Linked DNA regions of Anas platyrhynchos: region 2 is linked to region 1. A link is a contact called in public Hi-C data. All regions are on one chromosome and are shown on one strand. Each heading gives the region's core, a stretch centred on a gene start, on an enhancer-like site or on the middle of the called end of the contact. The rest is flanking DNA. Distances are from core to core; before and after follow the strand shown.

The links. A called contact is a pair of places that touch in the nucleus more often than the background predicts.
Region 2: a contact with region 1 is called in a Hi-C map of subcutaneous adipose tissue, with 2.4 times the contacts expected there. The contact joins two enhancer-like sites. A contact is called at or near these places in 4 of 8 Hi-C or Micro-C datasets (liver, skeletal muscle and subcutaneous adipose tissue).

Annotation. Positions count from the first base shown.
Region 1 is chr2:140,294,320-140,300,121 of IASCAAS_PekinDuck_T2T, forward strand. No RefSeq gene overlaps it. Among named protein-coding and RNA genes, the nearest start is that of SKIDA1, 12 kb to the right of the region's middle. Within about 2 kb of position 4,127, at least 6 of the 8 cell types and tissues checked have an H3K27ac peak or open chromatin away from gene starts, as enhancers often do. A contact at or near this core is called in subcutaneous adipose tissue, where this site is marked.
Region 2 is chr2:140,429,637-140,434,991 of IASCAAS_PekinDuck_T2T, forward strand. MLLT10 (MLLT10 histone lysine methyltransferase DOT1L cofactor) reads left to right here. Exons shown (of 22, transcript XM_038175383.2): 20 at 5,295-5,355. Among named protein-coding and RNA genes, the nearest start is that of DNAJC1, 110 kb to the right of the region's middle. Within about 2 kb of position 3,460, at least 1 of the 8 cell types and tissues checked has an H3K27ac peak or open chromatin away from gene starts, as enhancers often do. A contact at or near this core is called in subcutaneous adipose tissue, where this site is marked.

The DNA of each region.
Region 1 (5,802 bases), core at 2,877-5,376:
TCGGTTTTTAGGGTTAGAGCCGTGGTTTTCGGCTCTCCCTGGGAGCAGATCCTCGATGGTCGAAAAAGTCCCAGCACGACCGAGTTTTTGCCACCCCATCCTGGTACGACTGAGGGTGATTGAACATCCCTTAGGAAAGCCAAGGAGCACCCTAAGGTGCCTGCAGCACCCCGCTGCCGAGCGGGACCTGGCTCGTGGCACGATTTTCCCTCTACCCTCGGCTCGGGGCAGCCCCAAAAGCCGAGCCGGGGAGAGGCAGGACGCAGCCCTTTAGCACAGACCCGCTTCCCTTGCCGGGAAGAAGCCGGCTGTTTTTTCAAGCATGATCGTTGCAGGTATTCGGGAGGGAAAGCATTTGAAAAGAGCGCTGAAAGCAGAGCAAGGGCGCTGCTGCTGCTTTACGCCGCTGAGCAGAGCCGGGGCGAGGGGTGCTGAGCTCGCCAGCAGCCTCCCAGCACCTATGCGGGCAGAGCCAGGCAACCTTCACTCGCAAATGCCTTTTCTTTCGGCAAAGCACCATTTATCTTCGGGAACCTGAGGCTGGTGGGGATGCAGAAACGTTAATCGCTCTCATGTCTATGCAGAGCTATTAACGCTATTGATTCTTAACTTTCTTAGCGAAGACAAATTTACCATATGTCGATGTGTAAACACTTTGGGATAAAATTAAAACCAGCTCCGCGCAATTGTCACCGCGCTTGATTCCCCTGCAAACTATCAGATGTTTATGGAGCTCGTCTCTCGAAATGATCAGACGCAATCAGCGTCGCTAAACCAAAGACAAGCAGTAAATTGCGTCTGAAAGGCGCCTCGCATCCGCAGGTTTGGTGAAGCCAAATTCCCTCGCAATCCGTGCTGGAGTCGGGCTGGGAGCCGCTGCGGCTCTCGGCTCCCCTCCGGAGCTTTCCTGAAGCCCGGTGTCATCGCTCTCCTGCGGAAAACGGGAGGAACAAATGCGGCCCCGCAGGCGCTGGCGGAGGAGCCGGGCTCCGCGCTGGAATTTTCACGGGCAGGCTCTGCGCATCTGTGCGCCCGTGTTTACAGAGGGAGGAGGAGGGAGGAAGGCCTCTGGAAAGGCAGCAGCCGCTTTTAAGTCTGCCGCCGCCGAAGGATTTGCTGTGCCGGGTATCCTCCTTGTGTGCCACGAGCAGTGCAAACACGTTGTAGAGAGGAGCTACCGAGATTCCCAACTTTCAGGTGTGTTCTCCAAAGTTGCCCCGCTTTCAAGCCCCCCCTTTCCGGCACGGAACAAACACGGCCGAGTGCTCGGATGGAGCCCGAGAGGTAGCGGCGGTTATCTGGAGAGCCTCGCCGTTTATCGGCCTCCCCACGGCCAGATAGCGACGGACGTCCCCAGGCTTGATGAATGGCAGGGCTTGTGGAGAATTCATACCTTTTACAGGCCCCCCTTTTACGGGAGGAGGCTACAGAAATCATAATGGCACGAATGAGCTTTTACTAGCAAAATTTGTAAACCCCAGGTAACCGTTCATAAACTTCCCCTAAAATAAAAAGGAGGCTGCGAGATCACAGGCTCGGAGAGCTGACATTATTTTATAGCACGTATTAAAGGCCGCTCTCTCTTTCCTCCCACCACATCATTCAGCGCGAACATCTTTTTCCCTCCGGCGACCTCAGGCAGCTTTTGACGGGGGGCGATTATGTCATAGCAAGAAACAACCTGAAAATCCTTCTCCCGCTTATAATGCCCTGCTTCAAACACCCGCGGCAGGCACGGCAAAGTTTCCCAAATGGGCTGGAAAACCGGTGGCGGAATAGCACGTTATCGCTATTTACCCGTCCCCAAGCTGGCATGTCCGCCTCAATGGAAACGAGCATTTCCGAGGGCGAGCGGCCCTCCTTTTATTTTTTTTTTCCTTTTTTCTTTTCCTTTTTTTTTTTTTTTCTTTTTTTTTTCTCCGCTTTTACTATTTCTCCTTTTGCTATTGTCTCGGCCGGTTTTACCCCGAAACCTTGGGGCATGCGAAAGCACCGTGGGTAAATCCAAACCACATGTTCGCACCCGTGCCGCGGCGCTTTTAGCGCTCGCAGCCCCTCTCTCCCTCCCGCACCAAAGCACAAAGAAGCCTGCGAAGGCCGGCCCGGGGGCTGCATCCCGCACAGCCCCGCACAGCCCCGCACAGCCCCGCACAGCCCCGCACCGAGGCGGCCGGGAGCCGGCAGCCGAGCCCCGGAGCCGCCCGGGAGGTGCCGCCCGCACCCGCATCGCCATCCAGCGCGTCTTTTGCAAGGCTCCGGTTGTTTGTTAGTTTATTTATTTTGCCCGGGAAGGCAGAGAAAGGGGAATGACAGGATGAAATATAATACAAAGATGTGAAGTGACCCGAGTGGCAGCTGAAGGCAAGGGTTTAGCCGGGACGTGTTTCCCAGCTAAACTCTCCGCTGCTCTTTGGGGAAAACCAAATGCAGGTTGATGGAAACATCCTGTTTGGAGGGAAATGGGCTGTACAGCCCTATCTGCCCGCTCCGACAGCACCGAGCAGCCGGGAGGAGAACTGCGGGAGCCAGTCCCGGGAAGGAGGGAGCCGAGCAGCCGACCCCTTCGCAATTCAAGCCCGGTCCCCGAAGGCACCGGGGGAAAATCGCCCGGCTCCGAGGGGCAGGGCTGGGGCTGGGGCTGCCCCGGGGAGGCTCGGCCTCGGCCCCGCAGGGAGAGCCGCGGAGGGGAAGCCAACAGATGTGGGCTGCACAACAACAGCAAAAAGGAAAAAAAAAAAAAAAAAAAAAAAAGTGAAACAAGTGCTCTAAACCCAGGGGGGATTTCTCCTAATAGCGAAATCAGAGGGAGGGAGATTTCGGGAAAGAGAATAGCCCGAGATAAGTTTCTGGGCTGGAATTTACATTTCATCGCGATTTGTATTTTATAAGGCGCCGCCACGTGCCGCCCCAACACGGCCCGGCGGCGGGGGGCAGCCCCCGAGCCCCGCTTTCCTCGGGGATCCCGGGGTTTAAGGGGGGGACGAAGTTTTGGGGAAGTTCCTTGCGGCTCCCCCTGCCCTCCCCCGGGCGGCCGGCAGTGGGAGGCGGGGGCAGGGGCACCCCAGGCCGGGGAGCCGGGGGGATAACAAAGAGGAGCGGCCCCTGCACGGCCACCACGGGGCCGGGGGGGCTCGGCCCGGAGCTGGGGGAGCCCCCCGGGGCGGCGGGGTCCCGGGGTGAGGGTGGGCAGCGAGGAGAAGGGAGGTGCGGGGCTGGGCTCGGGGCGGCCGTGTGATGGCGGCCGCGGCGATGGGGCTCGGGCAGCCCAGCACAGCCCGGCCCCGGGGTCACCGCGGCCGGCCCCGGCTCCTCGCTCCGGGCCACATTAGCGGAGCGGCCATTTACTGCCCCTCGATTGCACCCGAGACCAGGTTAGCTCATAAAGCCATTCACACCCAACAATGGGGATTTTCTCAACAATTAACAAGAAACAACATAATAAAGCCATTTACAAAGCCCCGGCTATTTACTATAAATTAGCCACTCTTTAAGAGACCAGTGCGTAATTTCACACGCTTTACAGCCCCGGCTGCGTTTTTTAAACGCGACCAAGCCAGCGGCCCTGTTGCACTCCCCGCTCCGACCCCTCTCCCCCGTCCCCTCCCCGGCTCTGCCCGGGGGGCCGCGGCGGCGGCGAACCCCGCGGCCCCCCGCGCACAAAGCAGGCAGGGCGGAGGGGCCGGGGAAGATGGACGCCCTCCGGCCGCGGAGCCCCGGAGGGGGGCGCGGGGCGGGGGCCGAGAGGCCGCTTTGAAGTGCGGGGGCCCGCGGGGTGCCTCGCCGCGTCCCCCCACACCCGCTCCCGGCCGCGGGGAGCAGCCCCGGGAGCGGCGGGGCCGCCGAGGGTGCCGGCGGGGCCGGGCCGTGTGGCGCCGGGCAAGATGGCGGCCCGAGGCGCGCTGTCCCCCGGGCCCGCCGCGCAGGGGCCGCCCCGAGAGCGGCTCAGCGCCGCCCGCGGCCTGCGGGAGCCCGGCCGCCGAGCGGGCAGGCCCGTGTCCGCCGCTCGAGGGCCCGCTTCTCCCGCTGGGCTCGTTGGGTTTCCTCCCTCTCCCTCCATGTTTGTTATATATATATATATTTTTTTTAAAGGCGAGGAGGCAGCCTTTAAAAGGAGAGGGAGCGGCGGCTCCCGCCGAACTCTCCCCCCCTGTTTACAAACACAGCTGTTGCCGTGTATTTGCAATGCTAAGGGTAAAGCCACCAGCGGCGAGGAGCAAACGAGGGGATGGTGCGGGAGAGGGGTCCTCGGCATCTGGAAAGGACAGGGCGCCTTGTTTTTGAAACTGTCAATTCCCTCAACCCCTATTGTGAGCGCTTCATGCAAAACATCTAGGGCCTTTTAAAGCTGGGGCTTGTGAGGCCGCCTCGGAGTGAAAAGGAGAGAGGGAGAGAGAGGGGCCTAGGGCATGGCAAATAATTATATCAGAACGGTAAAAAAAATGCGACGTGGAAGGCCTAAAATCAGTTCACCCCACGTCCCCGTGTCCCTTCCCGAGAGCTCTGGGCAGCCCCCTGCATGGCTCGGAGCGCTCCTGGGCTGCCCCGCGCCCAGCCAAGGAGCTGTGACACCGAGCTCTCCTTACACACGATGCTAGGGTTGAAATACCAGGGGAGGCTTGTGCATGGATAATGTCTACGAGTGTGACTTTAGCGAGGTAGAGCCCAGCGCCTCGGCCCTGGTTTTTCTAGCTGTTAGTTTTCACGTTCCTGCGATGGCCCTGCTTTTGTACCGAGGTGTTGGCCGAAGAGACCCGAGGATGAGCCATTACATATTCTTTCCAGCAATCATCTTAACCATAAAAACCACGATTAACAACGTTATCTGTATGTCACGTTCTCTAACATGCTGCGTACAGGGGAAATTTTCCTCCGGCTCACCACCGTGTGTAGAAAATGCTGCTTTTTTTTACACCTCCACGTCTTAACTACTCACACGTGTGAACAGTAACAAACAAAAACATGATAGCATTGTTCTCATTTCTGCAGAAACTTTAATTTATTGGCAACTAAATCTGTTATAGGAAAAAAGGATCAGAGACCATGTAAAAAATCACCGAGTGAATGATTGAACAGCAAACTTCATACAACAGCTACCACTATTTTGCATTATTGCTTGTAGTGGTGTTTTAAATAAACAACCAGTAAAGAGATTATCCCACTGTAGTCAAGTAAGTGTAGATTATAGAACAATCACTTCTTAAAAGTAAATTGTTGTAAACTGCAAGTTACATGTTTTAAGGCAATATACCTCGTTGCTGAAGGCATTACACGTGTTCCCTTTTTAATGCTCTAGAGAATTAAACATAGTCCAAAACTTTCTTTTGTCTTCAGTATGGTAACAGAAATCTTCCCAGAAAATGTATCAATGAGCTCGACTCGTGGCAAATACCTATGGAGGCTGGCCCAGAAAGTACACGCACGTCCCTAGACTGCTTTTTCCTTTAGAAAATGCTGGTGGGTTTTGTGTACACCAGGAGCTGGAAAATGGTGGCAATTCATTACCAATACATTTTGCGTTTTCTCCCCTGTAAGCGTTACAACAACGTTGTGACCTGGCTCGCTGGAACACCCTTGTTTTTCCTCCTTCTGAGAACTTACCTTTCTAGGAGAAAAGGGGTTATTTATACATAACTCAGTGATACGTCTTGATAGTATTAAGGCCGAAATGATAATGAATTCTGCTCGCAATAATAATCACAATGCCATCAGAAACAGCTACCAAACTACCAGAATTTTAAAGAATACCATTTCTTTCTTTTTTTTTTTTTTTTTTTTTTTTTAAATCCCTGCGTGTTATTGTAC
Region 2 (5,355 bases), core at 2,210-4,709, 130 kb after region 1:
GCTGCTGCTGCTTGAGATACAAGGTAAATGGGTAACAAAAGGAGACAGCTGCGTTCCAGGAGGGGTTTGAACTGCTTGGTCTGGAAGTATTTTGGGATAGAGCAGACCCAGGGATAACTAATTCACTTAACTCCTGATAACTCCAAGGATAACTCCCACTTCCCTTCCCCCTACCCTCTCGTATTGCCCTGCACTTAGGAAGAACAACCACTTTTCTGTGTAGAAAGAAATGCCTGCAAACAGGGAGTGGACTGCTAGTCTTCGAGTCTATTTTTGGAGATTATGTTGGATTACCCAACAAAAATGCATGTGTGATTGGCATGTGATGGAAGGGATCCCTGGTTTTGTAGCTTGCTTCCATTTTTTCCCCTTACTGTTAATTGGCACTATCTGAATGTTCTTGTACAGTATCACTGGTACTGCTTCGTTAGGCTCACAAACCTGATACTTTCAAATGTGTTCTGGTTTGTTTTCATGTGCTATGATATTTTTACTGAGCAGATTGTTTTTCTTAGCTTCCATATGAATGTAACATTTCATAGGTTAAACAAAAAACATTTCCTTAACGAGAAGATATTCTCTTTCTTATGTAGCAGAGGTCTGCAGAGAACACAAGAATTTTGATTTACTCTCCCCCAAAATCTGAGGAGTTGTTTGTAGTGAGAAAAACTAGACAAAATCAGTTATATTGACATGTACAATAATTCTCCATTTCTGGTCATGCCAAGGTATCACTGGCCATGCTGTTCTTTTCTTATTTTTTTTTGTTAAGACACAGATTATTTACTTCTGCTTCTCTGTAGTGCAGAAGATCTTTTGTTTCTCTTTTATATCAATCTTAATTGCTGTCACTCTTGAGTGTGTAGCCTAGAAATAGACTACTCCAGTTCATGCAGAGTATGGAAACTCGTGTACTGCTGGTTAGCTCTCATTCTAGCTTAGATCAGGCTCTAGAGTATTCCTGGCATTTTTCTGTTCTCTCTTACAAAAAGCTCGAGATGGCCTATAACTGTCAGAATTTCCATTTCTTTATCTTGCATGATCTCTATCTGCATTGCTCCCTTAATAACATTAATTTTATTGTGGTTTTCACACAGTTCTCTACTTTTTTGAGCTCATCTCCCCCCCTCTTTTTTTTTTTCTGGGCCCCCTTCCTTTTGAGATGTTTCCCCGTTACTCACAAATTGTTGCTAATTGGATTTTAGTAGTGGTACATACGTTCCTTATCCCCGTTTTTTCCATTAAAAAAATTATTCTGAAAAATCTTGCAAACAAAACAAAACTCAACTGTTGTTACAAAAAAACTATGTTGTGCAGAGACTCTGGTTTGATTTTGGATAAAGAAAAAATGGGAAAAAAAAAAAAAGAAAGTTTTTTCCATTGGCTGGGATCATTGTTTCTGAAACTCCAGGGTACGCCGTTTGTTCCTGCCACCCTTGAGGTCAGCGCTGACTCAGTGGCAAGTAGCTGGCTGTTCCTGTAGTGTTAAATTCCTCTGGCTATCACTACTCTTTGAACTGCGTCAGTGGGAGGGTGAGCTTGTGAAAAGCACGGGCAGGCGTGGAGCTTTGCTGCTGTGCTGGTAGCAGCTCTCCGACCCTGGTTAGATGACGTGGTGGTGAACGAGCTTGGAGCTGGGTTAAATCACTGTTCCCAAGATGATGGCAAGTCATGCGAGAACCCAGCTCCACTTTTTAACTTTTTTTTTAATATTGTTTTATAATGAAAAGGCCTCCCAGATACTCCTGTAAGTTGCTGTTGATGGTAACTTCCCCAGTTTCAGAATCTGTCCAGTTTGATGTGAAAAGTAGCTGGGTTATTTATTGATACCTGAAAAGTTGTGTATACAACTGTTGGGTATAGTCCTTGTTCCCATGAGCTCTCTGTTAACTGTAGGATGTGGGGAAGCAAGAAAACACTGATTTTGCACGCTCTTCTTTGGGAAAGTTTCAAATGTTAGGTAAAAGCCTGCCTGCATTCAGTAGAGAAAAATACAAGGTCTTTTTGGGGGGCGGGGAGGGAAAGTTTAATGCAGATTGCGTCCTACCTTCAGAGCAACCAGGAGATAAGTGATTTGAGGGAGAAGATAGGATTGTTTCTTCCACAGTCCAGCAACTGGAGAAGGCTGCAGGATGGAGAGGTTCAGAGCAATCGTACCTTTTACTGAGAAGCTAAAAAGGATTAAATTTACATGCCAAATTGATCTGATTTAGAGGAAGGTCCGTGGTGAAATCCAGTGAGCTGCCTTTTCCAGCAGGCTCAGGAGCTGCAGCGTTGTGTCTTCTGTAGTTTGCCTTTGTTTCTGGGTGCATCTCAGTTGCTGGCTGTGGGTATTTTCCTTCAAGTGCCTTTGTAGAGCAGGAGAGGAAAGCAGAGTGGGGAAAACAGCAGCAGAAAAAAATAAGGGCAAAGGTGAAACATGATGTAGGAAAAAAGAGATAATGAGATTTTAATAAGTGAAAAAAAAAACACAGTGGAGAAGATTCATTCCAGTACAGAAAAACACACAATAAGTGAGATAAAAGAGAAAAAGGAAGTAATAGTATTAGTCAAGTTGAGGATGCTTATTTTTTTGCAGTTTTTACAAAAACAAACAAACAAACAAAACCAACAACTACATTTATTTAAAGCTGACTGAAAGAATTTCAACTAATTGAAAATTGTTCGAAAGAGCCACGTGTAGAGCAAACAGTTCTGAGTTACTTGTATGTGATGTCAGGCCTTACTTTTCATGTCATAGCTCAGGATGGAAATGTGGGAGTTTCTTTGGATGGGTGAAATGTCATCTCAGTGCTCATCAACAACCAAACATAGCTGGAATTATTGGGGATTAAACGGATCGTGCAGTGGACACCCCGTTATGTCACCTTAAATCCCTGCTGTGTCGGCGCCTTGAATATCAGGCGTACTTCTGATTACGCAGTTTCTAAAAATGCACGTAAGAAAAAAGCCAAAGAATACAGCGAGATTAACCAGAGGCAAAAGGGTTTGCACAGGACAAGATGAGGAGAATTGATTTATTGGCTTGGGGAAAAGAGCACGTTGCACGAGAGCTTGGAGAACCAGGAGAGTGCCAGACATGAGAGGAAGCGAATGGTGTGAAGTAGATGACAGGGAGTAAGTGTGGCCCAGCACGTGTTTCCCTGGCTCTGGAGCCATGCAGTGAGGTATGAAACAGTTGGTTTGTCACCTGCCCTGTCCCAGTGAGAGAGAATGGCCATGCTATGGGTGTTGTCACACCGGCTGGGTAATACCAAGTAAGTGTCCACATGGAGCAGTGTGATGGATGCTGTAGGAAGACAAGGGAAATACTGTGCCCTAAAGAGCTGCTGATGGTAACCTGGCTGATTTAATTCCTTCCTACTGCTTGCAACTAGGAGTCCTGGCGGTCATCCTGCACACAGCTCCATGCTGCTACCACTGCTTGTGCCTTCACGCGATAGCCTCCTCTGCATTAAGGGACAATCTTTTGGCATTTTTTGTGCTGGCTTTGGTTTCAGCTCGGTTCCCGTGAGACGCAGCTCATTGTGCAAGAGCTAGGGCAAGGGGAGGGGACAAAAATGCACAGCCGAAAGGGAAATACTTAACCTTTCAACAGCAGGATAAGCTTATATTAGCTTAAACCTATTGCAAAACTGCACCTAGTAATTTGCTGGGTGTTTTAAACTAATAAAAGCTAACAATGCTACCAAAAGAATAAATCCAGCCACAGTCCTGATTCTGTTCCAGAACCATCCTTGAGCGTGCTGTTGGTATCGCAGCGAGCTGGCACAGCTGAAGAAACCCTTTATTCACAGAGCAGTTGTCAGCTGGATCAGTTCCCTGCCCTGTTTCGTAAAGAGCTGTGGAAAGCCTTGTGTGGGCACAGAAAGTGGGGCTGGGAACGAAGTTGTAGCCAGCCTCCTGTCTGTGACAGCATCAGCTGAGCTGCTTCAAGGCTGAATTGTTTGCTAAATAACAGACAAGGTGTAGGCAGTAGTGATAGATCTGAATATAACCGAAGATCAGAGTTGGAAGTAAACCAGGGCAGAGTAACTGCTGGTGAACTTGGTGTGTGCCTTTAAAATCCAAACAAACCGTGCACACAGCTTTATGAACTGTTTTGTAGGTACATAATAAGAGAAAGATTCGGAAGATGATGAATTTGATCAGCGTGCGCTCATATGAGGATCCTTTAAGTAGAACAGAGCCAGATTTACCCTAACTGAAACTCCTGTGCATTCCCTTCAGCCAAACTGGTGTAACCCCAGGCTTGAGGAACAATTGCTTGGCTTGCAGTTCTGCACCAGGGCAGTAACTGCTGAGTGGAGACTCCTACATGTTGGCACGAGTTGGCTCTTACACTTTTAATGTAGTTCAAGACATTGCCCTGCCCAGCTGCCTGCTCTGTCTCTGCCTCAGCAACAGAGCAACAGAAACAGGAGAAGGAGCAGGATAACTGCTCTGTCTGCGTGTGTTTTAAAGCCATCAAGACTAGCATATGAACTTCAATTGCCACATTTCTAACTTAATCTGTCAGGCTGTCATTTGCAGTAATTGAGGAGTCAGCACATACTCATTTCTGTCCTCTTCCATTATGGGAGCATTACCTCCGGGTAGGGCTGGGAGTGCTGTCCACTGCAGCATGCTCAGAGCAGTCAGATCAGCTCACGTGGTGAAGTTCTTGTGGCAAAATGGTGATGGGGGTAAGAATCTGCATGTTGTACTTAGCACAGAGCAGCCAGTGCTTCGTAATTCAGGGTGCTCATCAGGTTGCTGATACAGCTTGCCCTGTGGTGGGTGGTGTTTTTAGAAGAATTTGAAAATTGCATCTAAAATAGACTGAAAAGAGAGACTGAGAAGCAACTTGAGTGATTTGAGTTGATGAGAGTAGGTCCAAGCACTGGGGTAGGACTGTGGTCCTTGCTCCAGTATTACACATGAATATGAGTCTGGCGAGATTGTGTCTGTTCAGTGGAGAAGCAAACACCAGTTCCAGTAGCAGGCATACCAGGTTTGGTAACAGACATGTAAGTAGTATTAAAGGCTGGTATGGGCTTCCATAGAAAGGCCACGTTTTAGATTACGTGAAATCTAAACTGGGATGGCAGTGGTAATGTCTAGCTATGGATCAAAAATGCCAGTTGACAAATTTTAATATTTGATGATATGTGATCAAAATACTAAACAGGAACTGTTTATATATATATATATATATATATATATATATATATATATTTGTTTCAATGGAATGCTGAAGTGAAAAGTTCTCGTACTTCCATGTAAACTGCAGTATTACCTGTCACACCCCACAGTGCCTCGGGACTAGGATTGCTTCCTGACCAACAGAGACAACTTCTCCTCCATCAGCAGCAC